2 separate regions of the Rattus norvegicus genome follow, and region 1 is linked to region 2. A link is a contact called in public Hi-C data. All regions are on one chromosome and are shown on one strand. The core of a region is the stretch at or near the end of the contact, and the rest is flanking DNA. Distances in the headings are between cores, read along the strand shown.

What was found. Hi-C and Micro-C count contacts between places; a contact is called where the count stands out from the background.
Region 1: a Hi-C map of the A7r5 cell line shows a contact between it and region 2, with 5 times the contacts expected there. The contact joins two enhancer-like sites. A contact is called at or near these places in 2 of 12 Hi-C or Micro-C datasets (the A7r5 cell line and mammary epithelial cells).

Annotation. Positions count from the first base shown.
Region 1 is chr8:113,145,114-113,147,972 of GRCr8, forward strand. All of the region lies in intron 2 of Tmem108 (transmembrane protein 108), which reads right to left. Among named protein-coding and RNA genes, the nearest start is that of Tmem108, 92 kb to the right of the region's middle. Within about 2 kb of position 1,413, at least 7 of the 93 cell types and tissues checked have an H3K27ac peak or open chromatin away from gene starts, as enhancers often do. A contact at or near this core is called in the A7r5 cell line, where this site is marked.
Region 2 is chr8:112,952,570-112,955,864 of GRCr8, forward strand. All of the region lies in intron 4 of Tmem108 (transmembrane protein 108), which reads right to left. Among named protein-coding and RNA genes, the nearest start is that of Bfsp2, 12 kb to the left of the region's middle. Within about 2 kb of position 1,477, at least 7 of the 93 cell types and tissues checked have an H3K27ac peak or open chromatin away from gene starts, as enhancers often do. A contact at or near this core is called in the A7r5 cell line, where this site is marked.

The DNA of each region.
Region 1 (2,859 bases), core at 163-2,662, 190 kb after region 2:
CTGAAACTCCATTCTCTGCACCCTGAACTGGTGATCTCTCTTCTCATTCAGAAGTTAGGAGTCACAGTTGTAAAAGCCCACATTCAGAAAATGTCACAGGAGTTCTCAGACGGCATCTCCAAGAGGAGCAAGTCTGCTCTCAGTAAAACCAGCCTGCTATTTGTCCTGAGCACAGGTTAAACCTCTGTTACCAACTAGATCTATTCTCTGTTCCACCAGAGCTGGCATTATCTCTGTCCCCAAACAGGAACAGACACCCCATCTTGTGCTCATCATCCAATAGGGTCCCCAGGACCGTACCCTTCAATCCTCTGTGCTTTACCTGGGAGGTATCATTTGGAGAATTCAGATTTCCTCTTTGCTATCATAGCTTTGACTTGGACAGCTCCCCAGCTCCCCTGACTTCCCCTCCATACACCCACCGACTCCCTCACACCCTCCATGAGGTCATACATCCCACCCCTAAATAATGCATCTAATCTTGTAAGCCCTCCTGCTTGAAAGATGCCCCAATTCTCTGCTCCTTTTATTTAGTGTTTAAAGTTCTTTACAACCCACAAGCTAGCTTATCTCTTTAGATCCATCTGGCACCAAGTCATGCCTAAGCTCCAGAGAGTTGCCAGGAATGATGAGTGTTCTGTGAATGCTTTCACAGCCTCCCATTATCTTATACACGTGCACGCACGCACGCACGCACGCACGCACGCACGCGCACGTACATACACACACACACACACACACACTCTCTCTCTCTCTCTCTCTCTCTCTCTCTCTCTCTCTCTCTCTCCTGTCCTCTGCATTCCCTGCTGTGAAGCCCTTCTGCTCTCAATGTTTCCTCCTGACCTCTAATTTCATACTTAAGTTGCATTGTAACTGTGTATGTTATAGGAGCATGTTTTATCTTTGTATCGCTCACTGATAAGTACCATAAGGTTTACTGTAAAAAACAGAGAGAGAGAGAGAGAGAGAGAGAGAGAGAGAGATCTACTTAAGGAAATCTAAAATAGATATTTTAAAGCAAAGTGAAAGAAAGAAAGAAGGAAGGAAAAAGGACAAAAAGGAAAAATGATTCCAGAGGGAAAATAACAGTGAGAACATAGTATACAGATAGGTATTTAAAGATGTGCAATTTGTGGCGGAAAAATAAAGACACTAGAGAGATTTACATTGTCCTTGCATTGTAGAGCATGAAAAGTAACATGCCCATTAAACAGAGATGTTTTAAGGTGTGCTCCAGGGGAGCTCAATTTTACATGACTGAGGCATCCCCAACATGACTGGCCCAGAACATCCCTGGTTAGATTTTTCTGCATCGTTTCCCCACAAATTCTAAGCAGATGAAGTCATTAGAACAGTATGTGAGGCTTCCCGCCAGACCCTGGTGCCAGGCCCTGCCTGACATAGTTTAAGACCCACCAGATGCATTCCACCCAGAATGGTCCTAAGCAATACACTACTCCTGGCGACCGGAACTACGGGACCCAGATGGTCTTGCTGCCGTGCAGGAACACACTTCTGTTAGAAAGTTCCAAATAACCTGAACTCTGTCTAAGCCTGGGATGTCCGCCTACCTTTCCGCAGCTTCATAGCAAACTGGAGCTACTCCCCAGATTATTCGAGAAACAGTATGAGTTAAATAGTGAGGGCAGCTTCTAAGGGGTAGGCATAATGCACATAGGCTACCAAGTAGCTGGGAAAGTTAGAATAAGGAGAAAAAACTACCAGTCCAAAAGGCAGCAAGAACATAAATATATACAAAATATTATTTATTAAATTATATAATAAATATATACAATTAAATGTTTTAAGAAGATTTATTTATTCTATATATGGAAGTATTACTCTCATAGGATACTCCAGAAGAGGGCATCGGATCTCATTACAGATGGTTGTGAGCCACCATGTGGTTGCTGGGATTTGAACTCAGGACCTCTGGAAGAGCAGTCAGTGTTCTTTATTGCTAAACCATCTCTCCATCCCCCTAGTCAAAACATGTAATGGTAGTATACAAAGGTGGGGCTATTACTCCAAGGCAGTGTGCTATCTAACATGTGAGGAGCCTACATTCAATGCCCAGTACTGAAGGAAAGAAACGAAGCTGAGCAGAGAGGAAGATTAGGAGTTCAAAACCAGGCCTGGCCACACGGTGAGTTCGAGGCCAAACTGGGCTATGTAAAAGTGTGTCTCAAAATAATGGTGATAGACGATATTGAAATATATTAATTTTAATAAGTGCAAATAGGAACAAACATCGAATAGAATTAAATAACCTTGATGAATAAAAGGTATAGCAGTGTGTTGCATGGTACACTTAAATCACAGAGAGGGTCTAATCATGAACCCATAGGAACCCACCAAGATTCCTTCCAAACACACAAGTCAGAGAGTGGCAAGGAAAAGGAGAAAAAAATACTTTCTCTCTCTTCTCCTCAGTACCTTTGAGAGCCAGGATGGGGGTGGTATTTCCCATTCGAAACAGTCCTCTGATTCTGTGTGAACATCAGCTGAATGTCTTACCGTTCTAGTCAACCCTGATACTGCCTGGAGTCAGCATTTGATTCTGTAGGTCGAAGGACCCAGTATCAACCAACCACTTCCATTATAAGTGCCAACCACAATTCCCAGGTTTCCCCAGCACCAGGGACAAACTAAGGATCTCCACAATGCTGATACTTTCCCAGAGCTCAGGAAGGCACACTCCCTAACATTTACTAGCTCACTGCAAAGGCTACGGTCAGAAAGCATCAAATGCGAGAAATACGTAGGGTAGTAAAAGGGAGTATGCTTGCGTAGATTAGATTTTCTCTGCCACTGTGCATACACCAAATATTGCAATTCATTCACTAGGATAGAAGCCTC
Region 2 (3,295 bases), core at 227-2,726:
GTGTCTTTCCTTTTGTCTCACGGCCCTTCCTTCCTTCACTGGTTGAAGGAGGGGAAGGGGCAGAAAGGGCTGCGAAGCCCAGCGTGGATACGACATTTCTGCTCTTTCCCTCTGCTCGGAGACACCATGGCCCGAAAGACACAGCTGGCTGTCACAGATCCCCTCCCTCCCTCCCTTCCTGGCATCTTTATTCCTCACAGGCACATCAGGGGACATGGCCAGGGCGACTGAAGTCGGTAGAGCCAAGTCTCTGAAGACACAAACACTTAGGAAGTGAGAAAGGGGGGGGGGTTTGTTAGCTCTGCTGAAGTGGGAGTTGTCGGGGACAAACGGTCACTTTTCGCCTCCTGGCCTGTGAGGGTATCTGACATCACACAACACACTTCAGTGCCACAGACAGCAAGCAGGGTGTCGGGGAGAAAGATGTCCTTAAAAGCCACATATGGGGGGGGGCACACTCTGTGATTGGACCCGCTGAGTAGTCACAGGCAAGCAAGCAAGATCAAAGAGACAGAGGTCTTAGAGACTGAAGGATGTGAAAGTTGGGATCAGAGCCCAGACATCAACACACTACTCACAAGGCCTGAGTAAAGATGCATAACCTCTCGGCCTCTGTGCAGGCCAGACGAAATCCTGTGCGCAGCAGAATTCTGCCCAGTTCCTGGCAACTTTTCCCCACGGTTACTCTTAGTTTGAAAAGTAGGGAGTAGAAACCTGAGAGACAAACTTCCCGAGGCCTTGCTGATGAGGTGTGCCTACTGCTATGTCCCCAGCGCCCCGACTCAGAAGCCTGAGTCTGCGGAATGTGTGGAGGTCCTGTCAGTGGGAGACTCGGCGGCTTGCATCCACTTCTTTTGGGAACTTCCTAGCGTTTCCCACGTGTCATCTCCTATAAGGGAGATGGGAAAAGGGACACTGGGCTCTGGGACTGTGTGAGGGTCTCTAGTTGTGTTTAGTACTATAACCTCGGTCTTTTGACCATTCATCCAAGAGAGAAAAGTGCAGCTTGGACTCAAGGAGTCTAATATGCTCTCAACGCCATGTACTTTATAGGCCTCTTCAGACTGCAGGGTCACTGTGTGAGAAAGGCAAGAGTGCTCTTCCCGGTTCAGAAGAAGTAACTGAAGGTCACTGACGTTGATCGAGATCACCCAGCTAATTATACCGCCATGACCACGGGTTTCGGTAATCTTTGAGTAGATGCTTATTGCCTCCAGTCCCTCTTGAACATTGGAGGGACACGCAGTATGGCCTTGGAAGCCCTTTGTAAGCTGCACAGTGGCTACAAGGTGTGAGCCACTTGTCCACTTAGCCAAAGAATCAAGTGCTCTGTGTTTCCAAAGGTAACAGCCCCAAGACTACACGGAATGAATGGGGGAGGGGGGCTCTGTCCCGCAGTTCTAGAACAGCCCTGAGAGTTAAGCAAGCTCTCGTGGCTTTCCCAGTAATGAGTCTTCTGTGACTCATCAGATGAGTGACAGGAAGAAAGGTCACTGGTACGAAGCTGGCACCCCGTGTACTGTGTTCACACCACAGGACTCTGTGGGTTCTGAGAAGCGATCAGAGCCTGTAGGTTCCCCCAGAAGAGACGACCTTTCCAAACACCTGCTGCATTGCCAGCTGCTGGGCCTGTCAGAAAGTGCACTGTGAATCCGCACGGGATGAGTGATAGCCACCCCTCCTTACTGAGCTCCTTCCCCACGGCAGACCCTGGTATAAGACCCTAAATGCATCTTCACTGACTTTCATGGGTCTTGGAGGCAAGCAGGAGTGGTGGCTCTGCCCAAATCCTGCTGCTCCTTCAGAGTCACCTCCACCCCTGATGTCTGCACCACGGCAGGGCCGGCAGAGCATGCGCAGTCCTCTCTGTGCCATGCTTCCGGGATGCCTGCACCTTGAATGACCACTGCAGGGCCGGCAGAGCATGCGCAGTCCTCTCTGTGCCATGCTTTCTGAATGCCTGCACCATGGATGACTAAGGCAGAGCCCGCAGAGCATAGGATCCCTTGGGATCCCTCTACAGCTCAAGGCTCCCAGCGACCCAGCAGAAACACTCGGACATTTCCACCCTCTATCTCCCATCATCCTCTCTGTCTCAAAGCCCGCACTGCTGCTATGTAGGCTTGCCTCGCTTACTCCAGCTCTCCCCGGGTGTTTTATAGTAGAGCTGCCTGGCATGCCTGCTACGGTCTTGGCGTCTGTCTCCTGAATGACCTGAACTGACACAGCAGACGTCTCTTTCATCCAAGAGAAGAGGTGCGAATGCTGGTGAAGTCCACAGTTAAGAGCGGCGAGGGCTGGATTTGCGGGCAGGCGTGGTTTGATTCCACAAGCCAGGTTTAGTGCTGCGGGGTACTCCATAAAGGATTTGAGTGACAGAAGACAGGGATTGGGGTAGGTTTCAGGTACTGGGCTGGTTATAAGGCCGCAACTAAAGGGGTTCAGTGTCTGGCTCCTCAGCCTAGCATGTGGGGGTTAGGTGTTAAGAGGTCTAGTTCTATCCTGAAGACCAGAGATAGCTATATTTTAGCTTGAGTGGGTTACAGCCAGAGTGACAATTTATGGACAGCCCTTGTTCTCACCTCCTCCCATTGGCCCATAATTCCAAAGAGACCACCCACCTCGCTACACTTCCCTTTTCTGTCAATCTTTTCTGCTTCACAGTAAGAATCAATCTAACCTAGGTTTTCTTATGTGGTAATGAAAAAGTCTTAAATCCTGCGCACACCCATACAATGTACATAGAGACACAATCTGTGCTTGTGTTCATGGTTAACATTCATTGGACAATGAACAGAGCTAAGAGTTATGGGTCCTATTAACACGTCATCCCTTGGAATATTGGATTAATGGTCCAGAGTCTGGAAAAAGCCCTGAACTGGGGCAAGTATCAAGGTCAGGGGTTGGCTCTCCTCTGCCCTGTCAGGCTGGACTTGCGTTGGTAATGCAACATACTTGTGAGTCTCTGGCTTCCTTAGCCAACCCTCCCTAATGGTCCATCTTCTCACAGGGGTGCCTGTGTGAGACAGGCCAGGGAGCTCAGGAAAGCCTCCAAACTGTTCTGTGAAAATGCAGAGCACCCACTGGTGAGTAATGACCAGGGGTAGGCCGGAGGCTCGGCGGCAGTACCTTTGTATCCTGATGGTGGCAGCAGAGAGCCGCGTAGTAGCCGCACAGCTCCCGGCCCTCGCTCCTGGTGGCCTGGGGCCAATCAATCTCCGTTCTCTCTGAAGCAGAGTTGGCAGAGAGAATCTGGCAGGGCTCCGGAGACGAAGCACTCCTCAGCCCTTGCACA